2 separate regions of the Mus musculus genome follow, and region 1 is linked to region 2. The links are chromatin contacts, called in public HiChIP or PLAC-seq maps. All regions are on one chromosome and are shown on one strand. Each heading gives the region's core, a stretch centred on a gene start, on an enhancer-like site or on the middle of the called end of the contact. The rest is flanking DNA. Distances are from core to core; before and after follow the strand shown. Region 1 holds the start of Phactr4 (phosphatase and actin regulator 4). Region 2 overlaps Phactr4 (phosphatase and actin regulator 4).

Region 1 (4,184 bases), core at 685-3,184, 35 kb before region 2:
ATCTTTTTTTTTTTTTTTTTTTTAAAGATTTATTTATTTCATGTATGTGGGTACACTGTTGCTGTCTTCAGACACACCAGAAGAGGGCATTGGATCCCCATTACAGATGGTTGTGAGTCACCATGTGCTTGCTGAGAATTGAACTCAGGACCTCTGGAAGAGCAGTCGGTGCTCTTAACTGCTGAGCCATCTCTCCAGGTTATCTTTTAACTGAGATAGTTTTGTTGTATATTCCATACTGGTCTTTTGTTGATTATATGCTTTGCAACTATGTTAATCCTGCTCTAGAACTTGTCTTTTCATCTTATTTTATCTATTTTAGAAGGGCAAGCAGAGTTCACTGAGAATTAATGAAAGAGCTCCTTGAAGCTGAAAAGGAACCTGCAAATGACTTGAATTTACCTTTTTGTTCTTTTTTTTTTTAAGATTTATTTATTTATTGTATATGCGTACATTGTAGCTAAACAGATGGTTGTGAGCCATCATGTAGTTGCTGAGATTTGAACTCAGGACCTTTGGAAGAGCAGTCTGCACTCTTAACCGCTGAGCCATCTCACCAGCCTACATTGTTACTTTTTAAATATTTATTTTTTATTAATTCCAGTTGTGTGTAGGTGAGTATTTGCATGCAGTATGTGCACATGAGTGCAAGTGCTCACATAGCCAGAGGTTCACAACCCTTGGAGCTGTAGTTAGAGTTGTGAGCTACCTGATATATAGTGCTGGGAACAGAACTCAGCCCCTTTAAAGAACAGCAAGTTCTTAACCACTGAGCCATCTCTCCAGCCATTATTATTATTGTTGTTGTTGTCATCGTCGTTGTCACTGTTGTTATTATTATATTACCAGACAGCAGCTGGCTGGCCTGCATTGGTTTTTGTTGGGTTTGTTTGTTTTGAGACAGGGTCTCACTATGTAATTCTGGTTGGCTTGGCCTGGAACTTTGTAGATCAAACTGATTTTGAACTCAGCAATAATCCAACCCTTGTCTCCAGAGCATTTAGGAATACTGGTGTGTGACACCACAACTGGGTTGTAATTTATTGCTTTTTTTTTTTTTTTTTTTTTTTGGTTTTTTGAGACAGGGTTTCTCTATATAGCCCTGGCTGTCCTGGAACTCACTTTGTAGACCAGGCTGGCCTCGAACTCAGAAATCCACCTGTCTCTGCCTCCCAAATGCTGGGATTAAAGGCATGCACCACCACTGCCCGGCGTATTGATATTTTTAATGTTATAGATTGCGTATTTGAAAGGTATAAGTTTTTCTATGTTTCCCTCTGTATGTATCGTATGTATACTTTTCCGTCTAAGATGGGTGTAACCCATGGGTTTGGCATTTAAAAAGATCCTCCAGCAGTGGCAAGAAGGGGGTCTGGAGGGTGATATAGCCCTGGAGGTTGGAATGAGTGCCACTTAGAAACAGATGGTGGCTTCTACTAGGTAATCGTTAGTGGGAAAAAAATTTAGTTGGGAGGGGGGGGGTGTAGAATGTCTGCGCTTAATAGGCTGGGTTCTGTACTTTCACAAAACACCGCGGGTAACTTGTTTGTAAGTTTTTTGCACTTAAAACTGGTTATCAATAGTTTGAAACAAACTGGACTTCTTTTGTAGAGCACAACACACACATCCTTTCTTGGGCATCGCCGGGAGAGTCTGTTCCCGAACGTGTCCTCCCAAGTCCCGAGACCTTCCCCTTGCTCAGAACTGGGCAAGGTGCCCAAATCCGTTTATATGCAGTGCACCGGACTCTGGCGGCGCATGCCCAGATCGGCAGAGTAGGGGTCAGGCGCCTCGCAGCGGAGGGCCGGCAGTTCCCGCCATTTTGTCCCGCTCGCCACACCGCTGGCCACTGCAGTGGACTACAAGTCCCGTGAGGCTCCGCGGCGGCACTTCCTACCCTCCTCACTGTCCGGCCCGCTCCCTCCGCCCCCCCTCCCCTGGGGCCGAAGGCTCTGGCTGGAGCCAGGCGGCCAGAGACCAGGTAGGATTTCCGGGAGAAAGTGCTGGGGAACCCGAGGAGGCAGCGGCGACTTGGGTAAGTTCCCCAAACTTGGGAAAGTGAGCACCTCCCGCGCGCGCGCAGCAGCGGCAGGCTCGGCTCGACTAGGGGTCGCGGGCCGAGCCTGGGTGGGGGGTTAACGGCGCCCGCGGCGGTCAGTGCAGCCAGGGCGTGGCGGGCGGTAGCCTCCTCCCTCCTCGGCCCTCCCACAACGGTCCCGCGGCGGTGTCCCCGCCTGTGGCCGGCCGGCGCACACTCGCGCTCTCCGCCCCCCAGCCTCCGCGGGGCCCTTTTGTCTGCGCCGCTTTTCCCCCTTTTGTGGCAGTGCACGGAGTCGCGGTCTCCAGGGGAGCCCGCACGTCCTGCTGGGGACTGCGCCCTGGGGATCTGGTTACTGTAACTGGATCGGGTCAAAGTCCATCTTTCAAAAGTGACCTCCCTCAGACCTCTGCATCCTGGCTGAGCAGAGAAGAGACTTAGGAGTCTGGCATAGTTTCAGTGGAAACCTGGAAGTTATTGTCCAACTTCTTTCTTAAATGTCAGCCTCCGGTAGCTAGGGATCAAAACTCAAGGCGCTAAGGCGCTTTTCTCCTCCAGTGGATGGAGTCTAAGAAAAAGAAGTGAGACTTGGAGCCTCAATCCCGGAAACCGAGAAAGAGTGGAAATTTGCTGCGATACGTGTGGCAGCTGGGATGGAGGGGTTGGGTGATTGTGGAGTGTGTGTGTGTGTGGGGGGGGGGGGGGGGTGCGGCGGCGGCCGCAAAGAACTCAAGCGAATCATTGCCTCGGAAACCTGAAAATTGGAGCAGAGTGATTACCAGGACATCATTCATTGCCTGCAGTCTTCGGCACTTCATTTTCCCACGCTGCTCCTCGACTCTCCAGAATACATCCCTTTCTCTTTTTTTAAACAACAACTCCACAAAGAAAAACTCAGCTCACTGAAAGCACCTGCTTTGTAGAAAAACCTAGATACCCAGTAGATTCTAGAAAGCATTAAAAAAAAAAAGGTTGAAAAAAAAAAGGCGATAAAATATGTATTTACTGGACACCGATGAATTGTGTGGATTTGATCCAGTTTGGTTAGATAGTGGTAACTGTATGTTCCGTCGAAGAACGAATCTTGAGACTTAGCATAGGGGTAAAGCTTTTATAAAGGCCAAGGTAGAGATCCTTTGAAAAATCGATTAGTATTTCAAATTCCTTGAGTGAAGACAGTTGGGACTCCTTTGAGTCAGGAAAGGTGTTTTGAGACGAAATTTCCACCCTAGACATGTAGGCAAAGCCTTCATTATTCTGACATTTCATAATGGAAATGACTTTGAGACTCTTAGGTTGTGTTAATGTATCAAGGTGGTAGATCTTTAATACAGGCTGTCAGTTGTCTATCCTAGTTGGAGTGGCACATCCCTGTAACCCCAATACTCTTGCGGCTATGGCAGGAGGGGGAGCATGAATTCAAGACCAGCTAGGTCTATGTAGACCTATTGTAGACATGATCTATTGAGACCTTGTCTCAAAAAAAGAAAGTTTCTTGAATGTGTCTGGGAGGGTGGGAAGTGGGGACAGTACAGCGGTGGCTTTAGAGAACTCTGTGGAGTTGGTTCTCCTACTTTCATGTGGGTTCCTGGAACAGAGCTCAGATGGCCAGGCACGCACGGCAAGAGCCTTTACCATCTGAGTCATTTTGCTAGCCCACAATTTTTTTTTTTTCTGTTTTTTTGTTGTGCTGGGAATAGAATCCAGGGTTTTGACCATGTGCAGCACGTGCCTCTAGCCCCAGCTATTCTTCAGTCACTGGGAATAGGCATTTATTTATTTCCTTGAGATTGGGTCACTCTGGGCTTGGGCTTTCCACCTGCCTTTGCCTTTCCAAGTGGTAAGATTATTTTGGTGGCACCACCGCACCTACCTCTTAAGCTGTGAATTTCTAGCAGGATCACTACATTCTGGCTTATTTACTCAAACAGGATAGTGGTGTCCATGTTATTTTTGAAAGTTGTATATGTTGTATAAATCTTATTAATACACATTGTGTAACTATTACAATCCTCACCACAATTACGTGAGGTATTGGTTCTCACTTTACAGCTGATGCGGCCTTGCCTCTAAAATGTTAAGTAACTGGCCCAAAGCCATTCCATTAGCCTAGGTAGGAAAGCTGAACCAAAGAGCAAACCTAGGG
Region 2 (4,428 bases), core at 925-3,424:
CCAGCCCCTCAATGAAGTATTTTTAACTGCTGAGCCATCTCTCTAGCTCCTTATTATTTTATTTATTATCAGTGTGAGTGTATGATGTGTTTGGGATTGGGAGTCAGTTTTCTCCTTCAATTGGATAGCAAACTTGGTGGACAGGGACCCCTGGATATTTAGGGTTTTTTTCTTTTGTGGTGCTTAGCTGTTTGCAGAACCTCATGCCAGTGCCACACTCATAGGCGCTCCTCAGCCCTGCCCTTGTGTTTTTGAGACAGGGTCTCACTATGCATCTTATGCTGTCCTGGAACGTTTGATCCTCCTGCTTTTGCCTCCTGGTGCTAAGATTATAGGCGTATGCCATCACACCTGACTGAGAGTTTTAAAAGGATTCATGGCCCCACTTCCTGCAGATCCTGTATATTATAAAGGCAGTTGGGCTGATTCTAAATATTTGGACAGACATGTGAGTCAGTGAAATAATATGCAGTTTGTCATTGAGACTAGGGAGTGGAGAGGAGGAGGAGCAGAGATGTGAGTGAAGCCGGATGTGGTGGCTCACACCTGTCATCTCAGCATTTGAGAACAAGACCATGGAGGTTCTGGGGTTCAAGGTTATCTTCAGCTACAAATAAATTCAACGTCATCCTGAGCTACTTAAGATCCAGGTTTTAAATTTTGCTTAAAACAAGCAAAAATAAAAATACAAAGATAGATAAATAATTAAATGTTAATATGAATGAATGAATTGGAAAATATCAAGGTTCTGTTCTTCTAAAACATTTGACAAAATTAGATACTTATGAAGAGAGAAGCAAAGGAGACCCTGTTCCTGCTGGGCACTCGGGAGGCAGAGACAGGCAGGTCCCTGAGTTTGAGGCCAGCTTGGTTTACAGAGAACACTTTCTTTTTCACTTTCTGTATTTAGTGATATGTTCAGTGACCTGCTTTATACAAAGCAAAATGAGAATGTGTGTGGGTGTGTGTGTGCGAGTGTGTGTGCATGTTTCAATTGGGTTTAAACCTAGAGCCACATACATGCTTTGGAAACTTGAGGTACATCCCTACTCCTTGTCGTTGTGAATCCTTGAAAGAAAGATGACATATAAATATATTGTTCAACATAATGAAGTTTTTTTGGTTTTTTTTTGAGTGGGGGGGTTTCGAGACAGGGTTTCTCTGTATAGCCCTAGATGTCCTGGAACTCACTTTGTAGACCAGGCTGGCCTCGAACTCAGAAATCCGCCTGCCTCTGCCTCCCGAGTGCTGGGTTTAAAGGCATGCGCCACCACGCCCGGCTCATAATGAAGTTTTAAAAGCATCAAATTAAATTTTAATTTGGAACGCAGTTAGTGGATCTCTGTAAATTTGAGTTTGAGGCCAGCCTGGTCTACAGAGACTGTTCTAGGACACCCAGAGCCATACAGAGAAACCCTCCCTCACATAAAGGAAAACGGAAAAGGAAGTGATTAGCTATGATTTTTAAGCAGCAGAAGAGGCTAAGTGACGGATGATACTTTGTTGAGAGGCTTTCAGGCAGGAGCTTCTCTGTGCTGCTAAAATGTTGGCTGCTTTTCTTTATGATCTTTTCTTTAACATTTTCAGTCCAATTAAAACTTTAGGTGTAGTTTTCCTTTCTTCAGTCAAATAACATTTTCTGATTATTTCCTGGAATGCCTGTAGATGTGCTAACAGGAGATTTACAGGAGTCATATGTGGAGGCACACACCTGTAATTCCAGCACTTAAGAGGTTAAGGCGGGAGGATCACACATTCAAGACCAGACCTAGCAATCCATTGTCTCAAAAAACCTAAACCAGCCCCAAGATGCCTCCTAGGTAACGGTGCTGGAAGCCACTCTTGATGATCTGGTTCAGTCCTGGGGCCCATGCAGTGGAAGCAGAGGAGTGAGCTGCGTCTCTCTCCTCCACGGATGCTCTGTCTGTGTGCTCCTCCCCTGCCTCCACACCCACACAGATGCACAGAAGCTAAATTTAAAAAAAAAAAAATGTAATTGAAAGAAAACAGTAACACAAAGCTACAGTGTCAAAAGGAGATCATTGTGTTCAGTACAAGTGTCAGACTTTTCCTGCCTCCAACATTGTTGCTGCTAGTGGGAAGGGAAGTGCGATTCTGTGATGCAGCAAGCACCTTAACCCCAGGAGTAGGCCACAGAGCCTTTCCTTACCCCTAGATGGCTCCTGAGGCCCCTGGGACAGTGGGTGGGGCGCAGGCTGCATTGTACTGCCTTCCTGCATTTTTGTTATTGCTGCCTTCCTGCTCTACCTTCAAAGCTAACTAAGCCCTGCACATGTGTCATTATGAGGGTCTCGAGACCTTTGACCTCAGTCGTGAACGTGTAGCATGTCACCTATGTTATAGATCCTTACTATCAGGATGTCCCTAAGTAATACTGTGACAGGCAGTAGAACCTCACCTCCACTCTTCCAACTCCTTCCATGTCAGGGCATCTTCTCTAACGCCCTGTCCCCACCTCGTCTCCCAATCTTCCACAGTTATGCAGCGCTCTTTGTGTGTGGGGAGAAAAATGTGATACACAGACACAAGGTGTGAACACTTGATGACTTGCCTGTCCCTGAGTTACTTGAATCGTGGGAATTGCTGAGAGGGTAATATTTAACAGCGATCCCCTCAGTCTCCGGAGGGAGTCCTTGCTTCAGTGATACAGAGCTTATACTGTATTGTGTATGCTAATGATGTCGGCTTGATTCTAGCATCTCCCTAAATTTTCCTCTTAAATGGCTTCTTTAGTGATTTAAGTTTGAGTTTGGGCCTTTGTCCATGTAATGTCCGGAGTGTGACTGTCTGCGTGATTGTCATTGCTCTGATTCTTTCCGACTGCTACAGGAAGAGGGGACATTTTTAGAGGCTATATAAGGATAATAAATTGGCTGTCCCTTCCCGTTCCTCTCCATGAACAGAAGAAGCAGAGCAGCCCTCTGGAGACCCAGGCATGGGCATGGACAGTGTGGAAGCAGGGGACACAACACCTCCCACCAAAAGGAAAAGCAAGTTCTCAGCGTTAGGCAAGATCTTCAAGCCGTGGAAATGGAGGAAAAAAAAAAGCAGTGATAAGTTCAAAGAGACATCAGAAGGTAAGGTACTAAGATTTAAATGTTCTGAGGAGCGAGGGGGGTGCCCACCTAGTTTGAGCAAAGCCCTGGGCTCTTCCCCGATTGCAGAGAACCTGGTGTGCTTGTGCTCTGCAGCTGACCCCACAGAGGGGAGGCGCAGAGATAAAAGGATCAGAAGTTCAAGGTCCTTTTTAGTTAGACATTGAGTTTCAGGCCAACCCGGGCACCAGGAGATCTTGTCTCTAAACAAACAAACAAACAAACAAACAACTAAACAAGGCTTCTATTTTTTTTAAATATTTATTTATTGTTATATGTAAGTATACTGTTGTTGTCTTCAGACACACCAGAAAAGGGCATCAGATCTCATTATGGATGGTTGTGAGCCACCATGTGGTTGCTGGGATTTGAACGCAGGACCTTTGGGAGAGCAGTCGGTGCTCTTAACCGCTGAGCCATCTCGCCAGCCCAAGGCTTCTATTTTTAAGAGTTCCTCATTTGGGCTAAGGAGGTGACTAAGCAGGTAAAGTGCTTGATAGAAACACGAGGACCTCAGTTGGAACCTGCAGGACGCACGTAAAGCCAGCTGCACACACACTGTTGTAATGCAGTGCTTCTGTGGGGCGATGAAAAGATAGGACAGAAAATCCCCAGAGGCCTAAGGGCCAGCTGGTGTGCAGCAACCAACCGAGAGCCTGTCTCAGCCAAAGAGATGAGCCAGAGCTTACTGACCTCCACAATCATCCCATGTCATGCGTGTGCCCAGTGTGCTTGCACACAGGTACATACACGTTGTACATATGCATAAAAAAGAATAATTCCCTGAGTTAGTTGGGCTTGGTGATACAGGCTGTAAATCCCAGCACTTGGAAGATGCAGACTGGAAGAGCCAAGAGTTTAAGGTTATCCTTGGCCACACAGGAAACTCAAAGTCAGCCTGGAAACAATAACAACAAAAGCACTCGTGGGTTCCATTGACTGATGGATTATTTGACTGATTTACCAGATGGGATCCTGTAGCACAGGGCTTGCTTGTATTCTTGACATAGCAAGAATGATCTTGAACTTGTGATTTTCCTGCCTAGCACTAGGATTGAAGGAATGTGCTGTGTCTGGTTTATATAATGCTAGAGCTGGAACTAGGGCTTTGTGCTTGGAAGGTACACACTCTACCAAACGAATTTCCTATTTTAGAAGTACCCCTCTTTTCTTTTTTTTTTTTTTTTTTTTCCGAGACAGGGTTTCTCTGTATAGCTCTGGCTGTCCTAGAACTCACTTTGTAGACCAGGCTGGCCTCGAACTCAGAAATCCGCATGCCTCTGCCTCCCGAGTGCTGGGATTAAAGGCGTGC

What was found. HiChIP or PLAC-seq counts read pairs in DNA pulled down with a chosen protein or histone mark.
Region 1: a contact with region 2 is called in an H3K4me3 HiChIP or PLAC-seq map of embryonic stem cells, with 47 read pairs. The contact joins the promoter of Phactr4 here to the enhancer-like site in region 2. A contact is called at or near these places in 3 of 15 datasets of contacts at CTCF or cohesin (CD8 T cells, the G1E-ER4 cell line and the NIH/3T3 cell line), 10 of 484 Hi-C or Micro-C datasets (8-cell embryo, bone marrow-derived macrophages, embryonic stem cells and 4 more), 16 of 115 datasets of contacts at active chromatin or transcription factors (CD8 T cells, the HPC-7 cell line, the SCID.adh cell line and 9 more) and 3 of 9 other capture datasets (adipose tissue, liver and pancreatic islet).

What each region holds. Positions count from the first base shown.
Region 1 is chr4:132,420,196-132,424,379 of GRCm38.p6, reverse strand. It overlaps Phactr4 (phosphatase and actin regulator 4), which reads left to right and starts at 1,934. Exons shown (of 13, transcript NM_001161797.1): 1 at 1,934-2,035.
Region 2 is chr4:132,385,562-132,389,989 of GRCm38.p6, reverse strand. It overlaps Phactr4 (phosphatase and actin regulator 4), which reads left to right. Exons shown (of 13, transcript NM_001161797.1): 3 at 2,925-3,098. Among named protein-coding and RNA genes, the nearest start is that of Snhg3, 34 kb to the right of the region's middle. Within about 2 kb of position 2,174, at least 16 of the 459 cell types and tissues checked have an H3K27ac peak or open chromatin away from gene starts, as enhancers often do. A contact at or near this core is called in the G1E-ER4 cell line, embryonic stem cells and heart atrium, where this site is marked.